Regions from separate parts of the Cricetulus griseus genome. Here region 2 is linked to region 1. Evidence: chromatin contacts called from public Micro-C data. All regions are on one chromosome and are shown on one strand. Each heading gives the region's core, a stretch centred on a gene start, on an enhancer-like site or on the middle of the called end of the contact. The rest is flanking DNA. Distances are from core to core; before and after follow the strand shown. Region 1 holds the start of LOC100766031 (nidogen-1). Region 2 overlaps LOC100766031 (nidogen-1).

Evidence for each region. A called contact is a pair of places that touch in the nucleus more often than the background predicts.
Region 2: a contact with region 1 is called in a Micro-C map of the CHO-K1 cell line, with 2.1 times the contacts expected there. The contact joins the enhancer-like site here to the promoter of LOC100766031 in region 1. A contact is called at or near these places in 2 of 8 Hi-C or Micro-C datasets (both in the CHO-K1 cell line).

What each region holds. Positions count from the first base shown.
Region 1 is chr3:236,687,133-236,694,066 of CriGri-PICRH-1.0, forward strand. LOC100766031 (nidogen-1) reads left to right here and starts at 3,858. Exons shown (of 20, transcript XM_027409438.2): 1 at 3,858-4,135. The coding sequence starts at 3,911.
Region 2 is chr3:236,761,171-236,767,995 of CriGri-PICRH-1.0, forward strand. It overlaps LOC100766031 (nidogen-1), which reads left to right. Exons shown (of 20, transcript XM_027409438.2): 15 at 1-111; 16 at 4,220-4,391; 17 at 5,549-5,706; 18 at 6,657-6,780. Among named protein-coding and RNA genes, the nearest start is that of Lyst, 78 kb to the right of the region's middle. Within about 2 kb of position 1,466, at least 1 of the 6 cell types and tissues checked has open chromatin away from gene starts, as enhancers often do. A contact at or near this core is called in the CHO-K1 cell line, where this site is marked.

The DNA of each region.
Region 1 (6,934 bases), core at 2,608-5,107:
TACCTTATTAAGGCAGGGTCTCTCAATCAAATCCAGAGTTCACTGATCTGGCTAGTCTTACTACATAGCTTATCCTCTGGGGAACCTCTGTCTCTTCAGAGGCTAGCATTCCAGGCAGGCTACCACACCCAACTGACATCCTTGTGGTTTGGGGGCTCATAACTCCACGTCTTCAAATTTTCAGGTGCTTTAATCTACTAAGCCACCTCTTGAACCCCTTGTTTTGCTTGTTGAGACAGGGTTTCATGCAGCCTAAGCTGACTTCAAACCCTTCTATGTAGTCAAGGATGACCTTGGCCTCCTGTCCTGTCTTTATCTCCCACGTGCTGGGATTACAGATCTATGGTACCATATCTGGCCCATTAAGGTTTTAAACAGTTAATTTTTTCATTGTTGCACACAGTGTCCTATAGATAGGACATGGATCCTTGGCCAAAGAGAGAGAGAGAAAAAAAAATCACATGAGACTAGAGAAAAAAAACCACACTATTATAAATAATTTTGTTGTTTTGCCCTAGGCTGGCATTGAACACAGCATGCAGCTGAGGATGACCTGAACACCTGATCCCCTGTTTCTACCTCCTGAGTTCTGGAATTACAGGTGTGTACCACCACACCTGGCATTTATATATATTTGGAAAACTTCAAAGCAGTTTATGAAGTAAAGTTTCTGTGATGAAGTTTATAAGAAGCATCTGGGGACTATAACTCCGAAAGGAACAAGGACACAGTCCACAGTCCACAGTGTCCTGGCTGGAGACTGAGAATCTGAATCACATCTCCCAGGGACTGGTCAATGTGAAGTGAGTGCAGGGCTATAAATAGTGACAGCCAGTTTACAGTACAGGGTGATGAAGTAAGGGACCATAAACATACATAAATAGAGCATGGCTGTTAGCTATAAACACTGGACCAAATGCATCTACTGTGTAGACAGAGACTGGGGGCTCTGTTTAGCTTGGAGAACCCTCGATAACTATAGAAAGGCAAGATGGCATACCATTTTGGGGGTCAAACAAAGCAAGGTTTGAACCCTTGCTCTTTCACTAGCTGTATGAGACCAGATGAGTTACCTTCCCCCCTACAAATGTGACTCCCCAAATCTACCATGTGGCCCTTGACTGTACCAGTGCTAGGCTCTATGCCAGAGAGAGTACCAAGTAGAAGCAAAAAAAAAAAAAAAAAAAAAAAAATCCCACAAGCATTATTTCCCTTCACTCTGTGTATCTGCTGGGCCGTTATCTTGCCTTTCTCCCCCAGGACATTGCCAGTTTCTCATAAAAAGGATTATGTATTTGTGGCCTTGGTATCTGACTCCTGGCACCTTCTCAGAGGATGTTGAGATAATCAGCCTCAGGAAAACAACATGTTCAGATAATAAAGGTAGCTTAGCATTAACTGGATTATGTGCTCAATGACTAGCTCCATCTGACTTCAGGGGTGACATTTTCTAACCTTCATAACAACAATTCCTTGATTGTCCCTGCGAATATCCCAATCAAATAGAGCGATACAGAAACTGTGCGATCTTTCCCTGCTTGTGCAGCTGGTTAGTGGGGGTGGGAGGATGCAGGAGGAGGCAGGCTCTGATCCTACAGTCACCAAGAAGAATTCCACCAGCCAATGGGAGTTTCAGCAGCTGTCTGAGTACCAAAAAGGGAGAGAATCTGTGAGAAGGATAACCGCATTCCAGGCACTGAGTACAGCTTCGGGACAGCCCTGATATGTGACAAGCTTGGGATGGGGGTTGAAAGAAAAAGAACAGTCTCGGGTAGGCAAAAGCTGGTGGGCTTTTGGCCTCTAGTAGCTCTCAGTGGTGTAGGGGTTCATGTGTATTCTGTGCAGTTGAACCCAGGGCCTCTGTATGAAGTTCTGTGACTGAAACAGGCCAAGCTAAGGTCCAGGACCCCAGACATCAGCCAGGCTATGCATAGGTGGCATAGGGTTGGTAGGGAGCTAGGAAGTGTAGCTGGGCTTATGAAGGGGATCAGAGAGCTGCACAACAGATCTGCCACACAGACACCACCATCCCTCTTTAGTGAGGGGGATGATATAAGCAGCACAAATACAACTTAACGTAGATGTTAGTTAATGCTTTAAGTGCAGTATAAACAACACAGGTGGAGGGGCTTGATGTGTATAAAGCCCTTGACAAGTCTTGAGTTCCCACATTGCAAATAAACTAATAAGCTAATAGCCAGCTGGGTGTGATGTAATTCCAGCGCTCAGGAGTCTGAGGCTAGTAGGTTGCCATGAACTAAGACCAGCCTGGACTATGTAACGAGACCCTGTCTCAAAACAAAATAAGTCCCTGGCCAGATTGTTTGCCTAGTATGCCTAGCCTGTGTGAAGCCCTGGGTTTCATGCTGGGGAGGAGGTATGTGTGTGCATAAGCAGAACTGGAGAGAGAGGTCAACTGGGCAAGGTGTTTACCACGCCAGCAGGAGGACCTGTTATTATGAACCCAAGAGGAAATACTGTCCACAGAAACACTGGGTGTCTAGCAAACTCTTGGTATCTGTTACTGCTGACGACTCAAGAGTTTAAATGAAAAGGATCCCCTCCCCCACACCCTCCCATGAGTCAAGAGCCGTATTCCATTTACCTTTTCATGATTTTGCTGGTTCAAGGCTCACATTCCGCACCAGTCACATCACACATAATTTTCTAAGTACTAGGAGAACTAATGGAGGTTCCAGGCCTTTACTTTCAGCCGCAGGGAGGAAGCAGGGGCATCCTGTTGACCCCTCTGAGGGAAGGGTGGATATCCATCCCATACTCCAGCATCCTCTTCCTTGCTCTCACAGCGGGCACTGGTTTTTCAGTTTTTAGCTGGAATTCAACTTTAACGTCATTTCTTTTAGGCTCATTCTTCCTACCACTGTAATGTCTATTAGATTAATTCCCCTCTCAACTACCCCACTGCACCCCAAGTCCCCAAGAAGGTTGTCAGGCCTCTCCCTGTATTTTCAATTAACCTAGTGTCAAATTAATGACCAACTGCTGATTTGAAATATCACTTAGAAGGCCCGTGTCTCATTATCAAGAACTGTCCAGGGGTCTCTGAGTCTTAGGGGAGCTCAGATTCTCGGATTCGTTGTTATTCAGCTTTATTTGGATCACCCCAAATTCTCTGTAGGGAGATGTCTGGTCCTTGGAACCCAGCCTGCTCTGGCCTTCTACCTCCCAGGCCATCTTGATGAAACTGCCTTACTTCCAGAAGACCTGGTTTGATTCCCAGCACATCACGAGAAGCTTTCTCTGGACAATTACTCGAGTCCCAATGTTTTTTTTTTTTTTTATTGTTTGGAGCTCCAGCAAAACTTACTTGAATTGTGTCCCATACTTATGACTTTGTCTGGCAGGTGTGGGTTCCTGTTTCCTGCGGAATCTCATAACTAAAGGAACCCAAAATCAGAAACTCAAAAAAAAAAAAATGCTCAACGAATGATTGGATGAATAAAGGCACACATATTTTGTTAGGCCTTTTGCTAAATTCCAGCACCAGCCCAGTCTTCCCCCTGGTGTGGGCTATGTCCCTGGTTCCAGAATATTTGTTTCCGGGTTGTCTGCTCTCCAGGAATTAGCCTGACTGCAGAATGCTGTTGCAGAGTCCCTTCTTTCTGGATGGGAGCCCACCGTCGGATTGGGTCGGGAATTCAGGGAACCAACGCCCACTGCTGCGCCAGGACCTCGGGGTCGCCCCTCTTCCTCCCACTCGCAGCTATTGGTGGACGGGGCGGGCGGGCGAGCCCTCCCGATAGCCCCTCGGCTCCCCTCCCCTATTTCCCGGGGTGGGGACACCGGGAGGCGGGAGTCGAGGAGGGGCTGCCAAGGGGCGTCGGGTTACATCTCCGCCTCCTCCGCCTGAGCTGGAGCAGCCGGGGTTGCGGGACTACAGTTGGGAAACATGCTGGACGCGAGCGGCTGGAAGCCCGCGGCGTGGACATGGGTGCTGCTGCTGCAGCTATTGCTGGCGGGGCCCGGAGACTGCCTGAGCCGTCAGGAGCTCTTCCCCTTCGGCCCTGGGCAGGGGGACCTAGAGCTGGAGGCCGGGGACGACGTGGTGTCCCCCGCTCTGGAACTGATCGGAGAGCTGAGCTTCTATGATCGTTCGGACATCACGTCGGTCTATGTGAGTTGGAGCCGGGCGGGGAGCAATACCAGGGTACGCTGGGGGCGCCTGTCCAGAGAGACAGATGTGAGACCTGGGCGTCGCCCGCGGGGACCCGATAGGTAGCTGCCGGGAGCGGGCGCTCCGCTGGTTCTGTGCACCTAGAGGATTCTCATTGCCTGTATGTGACTGTCACCTCACGAGCACGCGAGGTCTAGGGTGGTATCTGCTTCCCGGATTCACCCATCTCCGCGTGCGCCCTGCCTAGAACCGGGGACCTCGGGTGGAGTTTTCCTTCTCTGTTCAGTGTGCCTCTCGCCTTTGTCCCGAGCCTTCCTTCTGGGACAGGTCCCGGTACCCCGCTGCGCAATGGCTAGAATTGGGTCACAGCCTGCACGCGTGCAGAGAGACTTTGCTGATGGCGAGCTGGAAAGGACAGGGGAACCGTGTTGCCCCGCCCCAGAGTTCAGCGACAGCCCCTGCATCTGTGTGCGTGGGTTCTGGCTACGTCTTGGCAGAGATTTTGCTTTCTTAGCTGAGCTCGTTTCAGAGTCCAGAGGTCAGGGCTGGGAACTCAGGGCGTCCCGGTGATCCAATTTCCTGTAACTGAAGTTGTCACCCAAGGGCCCCAGATGAGGAGGGGGACCCGCATGACCTTTTAGGTGCTCGAACCTCCCCAGGGCCGATAGGGCCTTGGCGCGCTGTCTGCCTGGTCAAGCTCTTTCGTGCTGCTCCAGCACACCATGTGGATTTGATATAAAGCTTGTGTGCATTCCACAAGTGGGGGTACTATACACTCGGCGGCTGGGGCCTGTCCTGCGGGGGAGTGACTGTGCTCCCGGCCTGATCAGGGCAGATAGCGTGGGGCAACACCCACGTGCAGCTTATCAGCTTTGCCTAGAAAGAATGAGTCCTTAGTCACACCCACAAAGAGCTCTCACCCGGTGTTGGCTGATTGCCCTGACCCTCGTGGGAAGCCTGGAGAAGCCTACAGACTTAGTTTAGCATGCTTTCAAGTACACACAAAATAAAATCCTTCACCTTACTGAAGAACCCATCTTGTTGAACACACATCAATATATTAAAACATATACTCAAATTTTATGTAGTATTGAGGCTTCTCCCGCCTCCCCAGCGCCCCCTCCTCAATTGGGGATCTAGGGATCAAATCCAGGGCCTCCCGCATGAAAGACAAGCACTCTACCAACTACATTACATTCCGGCCATCCTGTTTCTGTTAAGCCACGTGAAGTACTGTGAGTAGAGGTAGCACCAGCAATGGGTTAGGGTGGATCTGAGATTCGATCAGAGGCTTATCAGTAGATATCTGCCAGACTCCACGTGGGACATGAAGAAAGTGGCAAGAAACCATGGTGGTATTTGCCTGAAATCCCACACTTGGGAGTAAAGGAAGGAGGCTCTGGAGTTAGGCTAGCCTGGACTATGTATGGGGTTTTAAAATCTGTCTTTAAAAGGCAGGAAATAGCCTGTGAGGTGATTCGGTGGATAAAGGCATTTTACTTGTCAAACCTGACAACCTAAGTTCATATCTCCATCCCTAGGACCCACATGGTGGACGGAGAAAACGGAGTGATCCAGGTTGTCCCCCACCACCATGATTTTAAAACATCCCCAAACAAGCAAAGCACCAGACCAGGCAGACCAGACAGAGCTGGGGTCAAGAGACTTTAGCCTGATTTTACTCTGGTGCTGGAAGCCACCAAGGAGGCCAGATGGAGAGTGTCCTGTGTCTAGCAGACATTAGACCCAATAGTCAGGGACAGGAAGTGGAAGTCTGGAGACACTTGTTTATAAAGGGAAAGAGTAAAATAAATACATAAATAAGTTGGAGGTGGTGGCATAGGCTTGTAATTTGTGAGTTTGAATTTGAGAATATCCTGGGGTATAAGAAACTTTGCCTTAATAAGCAAACAAAATGAAGCTGTGTTTGACATTCTAGAAAATGACAGCTATCATTAATGTTGCCCAAAGAGGTAGTTTCCTGAGTAGTAGGCTCCAGGATCCCTAAGTACAAGGAATTCAAAAGGTCAAGATTATTTTAAATAATACTAAGATGTTATTTGCTTTTTCCCTTTATTTATATTTTATGTACGTGGGTATTTTCTGCATGTATGTCTGTGCACCACATGTGTGCAGTGCCAGAAGAGGCCAGAAGAGGGCAATGGATCCTCTGGGACTGGGATCCCATCTCAGTGCTGGGACTAGAACCTGTTCTTAACTGCTGACTCATCTCTCCCAGCCTGTTGTTTATTTTATTAAAATCTTTCTTTTTTTATTGGATGAATGGGCATATGTGCCGTATGTGTTCATGTGTGGAGGTTAGAGGGCAATTCTTGGGGATGGGTTTTCTTCTGTGGCTGTTGGCTGCAGGGATGGAATTTAGGTAACTCAAGACTTCCAGCTGTGAGACAAGAACCTTACCCACTGAACCATCCATCCTGCCAAACCCAATTGCTTTTATTAATTTAGTTGCCCAGGAATATAGGGCAGAGTTCACTAGGGGCTGCATGATACACACATGTCTGTCCCCACAGGTCAAATGCAGAAGCAGCTGCCTTCCATTTAGCTGGACATCAGGTTGATTTGCAAAAATGTGAAGCAAAGTCTCATTGCTCCCCATGTATTTTGGTTGGGAAATATAGTCACTTGCATTAAGATAATAAGATAATGTTTCTGTCACCATGTAACATATTCATTTGTTGTAAGTATTTAACTTGCTCTTGGCTTTATACGATTAAATGTTGATTACAGTACTTTGGGAATCTTCAAAAACTGTTAAGGATTTAAAGGGCTCCTGAA
Region 2 (6,825 bases), core at 216-2,715, 72 kb after region 1:
GACTGGCCTTTGACTGTGTGGACAAGGTGGTTTACTGGACAGACATCAGTGAGCCTTCCATTGGGAGAGCCAGCCTACATGGTGGAGAGCCAACCACCATCATTCGACAAGGTGAGCAAGCAAATATTGTCCCTTGAGGTGCTGCTTCTAGCACACACTGCTCTTGGCAGGAGGTGAAGGATAGAGAGTAAACTGTTTGCCTTGCAAGGGGCCAGGTCCTCTGTCTTCACACTCTACCCTTTTCAACTCCCCTGAAATTTTCCACAGGTCACTTGAGTCATTAAATCTGGGACATTCTGGCTGAGGTTAGCTGCTTGTCTCAGGATAATAAAACTGAAACAAGGCAGGTGCCCATACCTTTCTCTGGAAGCTGACATGGTCCATCTCTTTGCATTCCATTTCTTCTGTAGCTTCTGAACCTACAATTGCTTCTCACAGAGTCTGCTCTACCGTGTGCTCCATGAGGGCTTTATCAAAGGCAGTGGATGGACAGAATAGTCAAAAAACCTACAAGCATACTGATAGACACTTACCCAGAAGTTGAAAACTATTTATTTGATTTTTGAGGCAGCATCTCATGTAACCTAGGCTACCCTCAAACTCATTAAGTACCTAAGGATGACCTTGAACTCATGATCTTCCTGCCGCTACCTCCCAAGTGTAGGTTTATATGCCTGCACCACCACTGGCTTGTTTATTTATTTATTTACATCTTCAGCCTAACATTCTCCCAACTGAACTATTTTGGCTACTATTTATTTATCTTAACCCATTGTTCGGCAGCCTTGGCTAGCCTGGAAGTCCTGCTTCTCTTGCCTCTTCTCCCTGGTACTGGATCATAACTGTATATCAGCACAGCCATCTCTGAAAGTAGAGTCTATTCCCAACGCTGTATTGGAGTTAAAGAGCTATTATTTCAATGGAAGGCATCTTGAGATCTTCCCTAACTCAACACATCTTTCCTGTCCCTAGTTCTAACCTGGAGTCCAACTAGCTGGGATCACTTCTCACAGAGAATTCTGTTTTGGTTAACTTTTGATAAAGTGTGTGTTCTTGTTGACACAGACCAACTTTAACATTTAACCTCATGTAGATGCCTTCTTGAACAAGGAAATATACATCATTTTAATACCTTCATTCAATAAATAGAGTAGCAAGGCACACTGCTATAGGCGTGTCTTCCTAGCTATTTGAGAGGGTCACAAGTTCAAGGTCTTCCTGGGTTACAGAATGAGCTCCAGGTCAGCCTGGGTAAACTTGTAAGACCCTGTCTCAAAATGAAAAGTTACCTGAGGGCTGGGGAATATAGCTCAGTGCTAGAGCATTTGCCTAGCGCGTGTGAGGTCCTGGGTTCATTCCTCAGTTCGTTTAAATCTATTTCACATGAGTATGTTTAATGAGTCTACCCAAAACTCCAGGATTTGTAAAAGGTCCCTGTACCGAAATGGTCAAGGAACTTGAACTGATTCAATCATGACTCATTGGCTTGGGGAATATTTTTTCTCAGAAGGCATTGTCATGCTGCCATTAGCTGTATGAAGTCTCTACTTCCTCTGCAAAATACTCAGGTGGAAGATACACCTTCCAAAAATAAGCCTTGTTTTGTATTTCCTTCAGTTTGGGAGCCAGATGCAGCCTTTCAACTTCTAACTCAGCATGCCTCTTACATTAGTATTCTGTAAGGATCCACCCCGTGGCCAGTTCCCTTCTTCCTATTTCCTTACTTAGAGATAACACAGCAGGAATCAAGCTGAGGCTGAGTGAAACAGCGTTGGCTTTGCACTTGGCTCTTGGAATCCTTTTCTGGAAGCTGACAGGCTGTTTAGATGATATTGGTTAGCTTTCATGCTCTGGCGTAATGAAGGAACTTTAAAAATGCCTTTTTGCCTCTTTGTTGAAAATGTTGCTGTTATCTGTGATTTGATTTCAAAACCCAGTGGAAGAGGGGAATAGGTCACTGTCTGCTATTTCCTGTTGCTTTTGGCGCCTGAAATCAGCCCAGGGACCTTTAAGCTCAGTGAGAACTGTAAGAAAGACTAAAATTGACTGACTGTGAAAGCACACAGAATTAACCAAAAATGTGATCTTGACTGATTTCCTTTTCACACAGCAGTAAGGGAAAACCCCTTGCCAGCTCCTTTTCCTCAACACAGTTAGGGGTTTTTGTCCAGCCCATTCCTCAACAAAGCGTTGCCCACAGAGCCATATTTTCTTTGTTGGAAGGAGAAATGGCTCAGTGGCTCTTGAGATCAGGACCTGGGCTGTGTAGAAGGTGACAGTGTGACATAAGTTCCCAATAGGCTTCTTTTGGATGGCCTGTAAAGACACTCTGGGTAGCTCCTCTCCCTTCAGTATTGAAAGCTGTGCAGGGTGATCCCACGGGATGTGCTCATTCCAAGTTTTCCCCAAATTGATTGGCTGCTGGGGTATGTGTGTGCATGTGCCTGTGCGTTTGTTTGTATGTGTGTGTTTTTTGTTTGAAAGCCACAGGGAGCCCCTGGGAGACAGTTTCATTGTTTCTGGGCCTCTTACAGTGTGGGAAAGACCTTAGCCTTTATACAGCTCTTCTTTGGGTATGAATGATAAACCATATGTGAATCATTTGTGATTCTGAATCACTGTCCTCTGGTTGGACTCCTGTCAGAGGCTTGTGTGTGTATGTGTGGGTGGTGGGTGCATATGCCAATATCAGGTGATTCCCATAATCACTCTTCACCTATTTGTTGTTGAGATGGGGTCTCTTACTGAACCTAGAGCTCATCAATCGGGCTAGCCAGGAGGCCAGCAAACCCCAGTGATTTTTTTGGTTTTTGCCTATCTAGTGCTGGGATTACAGGTGGTTTCCAGCACTCCTGGCTTTAATATGGGTGCTAGGAATTGAGCTTAGGTTTTCATGCTTGCACAGCAAACACTTAACGGACTGCGCCAGCTCCTGAGCCCCGCAGGAACTTTGCTGTTCCCGAAGCATGCTGTATTCTAGGAAAGGCTGAGGTGAGAGGTTGACTTGCTTGTATATGGGTGAGAGTGTGCAGGGATGATATTCTCAAATGCCACATGCCTGGCGCAGTGCAGCCTGGTGGGTTGCCTTCCTGCTCACACCCCAACCAAGCTAAACAACCTTCAGTCCTTCTCTGCCTAGAACAGGGAAGAATCTCAAGGATGCCAGTGAATCCTACAATGTCATTTCCTATTTTTAACTTACAGTGACTTACATGGAGTATTTGTTTCACAGTGCCAACCCATGTCTTGATTGCTGTTGTTTTTTTGTTCAGTGAAGATTGTGGGGGAGTGTAATTTATAATCACCAAACACCTTCTTTTTACCCTTTACACTCGTATTCAAGTACTAACAGTGTGATCAGCAATATTTTTTCCTGAAATGCCTCCTGCCCTGTAATTACCAAGGAAGAAAATCTACCATTCCATCTTCACTTAGGATTCCATGTGTCCTGTTCATCTGTGAGATACACTCTGAATTCCATCCTCCTTTCTTTCTTTCTTTCTTTCTTTCTTTCTTTCTTTCTTTCTTTCTTTCTTTCTTTCTTTCTTTCTTTCTTTGGTTTTTCGAGACAGGGTTTCTCTGTGTAGCTTTGGAACCTATCCTGGCACTCACTCTGGAGACCAGGCTAGCCTCGAACTCACAGAGATCCACCTGCCTCTGCCTCCCGAGTTCTGGGATTAAAGGCATGCGCCACCAATGCCCGGCTCTATCCTCTTTTCACTGAGGGCTTCTCCCTCACTCTCATGGGCTCTAGCCGTATAAAATTACTTGCAGCTCACTTCTAGCCATTTGTAGTCTTCTTTATATCTGAAAGTACTTATTCAAGATCTGATAAACTCCCATTGGTCTTTCAGGAACCAGCTTCTACAGGTGTCCACTTCTCCAGAACCCTTCCCTGGTGAACTCAGGCTGATCCTGTATCTATAGCTGCCCATAGAAACTAGACCCCAGCTTGAATGGTGGTTGGCTGTGGGCTTCTTAATAGACAGGGCTGCATCTTTGTCACAGTGACCTTCCAGGTTCCCAGTGTGGTACCCACTGGATGGGTGAGGATGGATGGGTAGCATTTTTGAATTTGTTACTTGGGAAATTGCTCATCTTATAAACAGTAAGAATTTCATATTCCCATTTGGTTTCTCAAGGTTTTACCACCATGTCTAAGACAATTGAATAACCAGAGAACTCGTAGGCTAGGGTATGACTCAGTGTTTCCGTCTAGATCTTGGAAGCCCTGAAGGCATTGCCCTTGACCATCTCGGCCGCAACATCTTCTGGACAGACTCTCAGCTAGATCGGATAGAAGTTGCAAGAATGGATGGCACACAGCGAAGAGTGCTGTTTGACACGGGTTTGGTGAACCCCAGAGGCATTGTGACAGACTCCGTAGGAGGGTATGTGTGCCTACTAAAATGTGTAAGTCTCTCTTTTGGTCTCTGGCTTGTTTTGGATGGTCTCAGAGGAGGTTCTAATGACAGCATTGCTCTCCTGAGATGTTTCATCCATGCAAGATGAAGCCGAGTCTACAAGCTGATGATATACAGGCATAATTACCACAAGGTGGACTTCATGCTATGTCCCAGTTTCACATTTTTGTCAAGAGACTTTGTATGGTGACAGCTCAGAAATCAAGTAATTTCTATATAGTGAATGTGAACTGATGCTCCAATTGCATGAACGCTGTGAAAATGTTGGGTTGGCCTAACCATGCCTCTGGCACTGCTTGTTGGTGTAGATGTGACTTGAGTATCCTGGAGTCCCCTTCTTGAGGGGCTCTTTAGCCCATTGCGGCTTTCTCTCTTTTCACCCGATGGCAAGCTCTCAGTGTTTCACCCCAGACCCCAGCTCCTAGATATTTTGATACTTTTCCCTTGGAGACAACAATCCCTTGTGCTATGGCCACTCAGCTACCTCACATATGGCAGACATCTCAATCACTACCTTGCTGGTATCTACATCCTGCTGTAGTCAAACCACATTGCTCCACTGTGGCCTCCTGCATAGGTTTATTATTCAGGGAATTACTGTTGGTTTGTGTCAGGTCCACAGTTTATGTGCACACATGTGTGTTTGGTAACAAAACTTGTATATCATTCTTCAGGTGGTGTCCACCTTTTGCACCCTGAGCAAGGTCTCTAACTAGCCTGTCCCTCCCCAAGTAGAGCAGGCTGGCTATCCAGAGAGACTCAGTGGCCCACCTGCCTCCTCCCCAGAACTGGGATACAAACCTCAGTCACTATGCTTGGCATTTTTTTTCTTCTGTGGTGCTGGGGATTGAATGCAGATCTTCACTTTACCCTCTAAGTGACCCCTCCCCTCCACAGGACCTCCAAATTTTCTTGATAGCTTTTCCAAGATACTATAAAGGAAATGGAATTTGCTAGTAACAGATAACCCAATTTGAATAAAGAGTCAAGGTAATCCTAGAAGAATCCATCTGAGCTTCTCAGAGTCTCACTTAGCTGTGTTGTTTTCCTGTCTCTTCCTCCCTGGTTCTCTAAAAATGTTTTCAGGATCTCACTTCCTCTTTCTCCACTGTTACCTCTTCAAGGAACCTTTATTGGACAGATTGGAACAGAGAAAATCCCAAAATTGAAACTTCTTACATGGATGGCACCAACCGGAGGATTCTCGCACAGGACAACTTGGGCCTGCCTAATGGCCTGACCTTTGATGCATTCTCGTCTCAGCTCTGCTGGGTGGATGCAGGTAACAGGAAGCTTGAGATCATGGAATATGGTTCTTCATTTTCTTACTCTTCTTGCTCTAGTGAGTTGGCAAATCTCATCCACTGCCCATTTGTGTATAGCGAACAAGCTCAGAATTGTTTTTTATATTGTTAAATGTTGCCATTTTAAGTGTTGTTATAAACACCTGGTACCATCCTTGGTTTTACCTTTTGGCCTGCAGAACCTGAAATAATTGCTATATGGCTCTATAAAAAAATGGCCGACTCTTATTTTGGTGGGAGGTTACTGAGCCCTGCTTGAACTTAGGATCCAGAGATAATATAGCATCCTGCATCCCTGATGTGGTCCTGCCTCGGCTGTGCAGTATGTCCCTCAGGCTTGAGATAAGATGTAAGAAAGATGCTTATCCAGGAGGCCCACCCTTCATCTCTCCTTGTGAAAGTTTGTGGTTGAGTACCTTCTCTGTCCCACAACTAACTAGGACAAAGAGTGCAGTGTGAATACTTACATGCTTATACAAGCCTATGACAGCCATTCTGCAGGTGTTAGTGGCAGGTTAGTCACAGCTGCTGATCTGTTGCAATTCTTCAGCACCCCAACTCTTGGTAGAAAGAGTCTGAAGAGGCTTAGAGGGGAGGTACTTGAGCAAAAGCCAGAAAATAGTGGGGTTCCTATTGAAACAAAGGGCTGGGAAAGCCAGGACAGGCTGTGGCTTCTCTACCCTAGCTTATGTCTCCTCACTAGGTCCAGGTGTGGGTGCTGGAACTCAGGAGGGTATAGGTTGATGAAAGGGAAAAGACAGGAAGTAGAAACAGAATGTCGGTGCTCAAGAACCAGCCCTCTGTGTTGCCCAGGACATGTCATTGCAATACTGAACTCCTCCTCCCTTGTCTTTCAGACTCTTGTTTTCTGACACAAAGGGTCCATTTCTTACATGAACAATGACCAACTTGTGTTTGCTGCACACAGGCACCCATAGAGCAGAATGCCTGAATCCGGCTCAGCCCAGCAGTCGCAAGGTTCTCGAAGGGCTCCAGTATCCTTTCGCTGTGACGAGTTATGGGAAGAATTTGTACTACACAGATTGGAAGACGTACGTAGGCTGCTGTCACGTGAGCTGGGCAGAACTGTGTCCTTC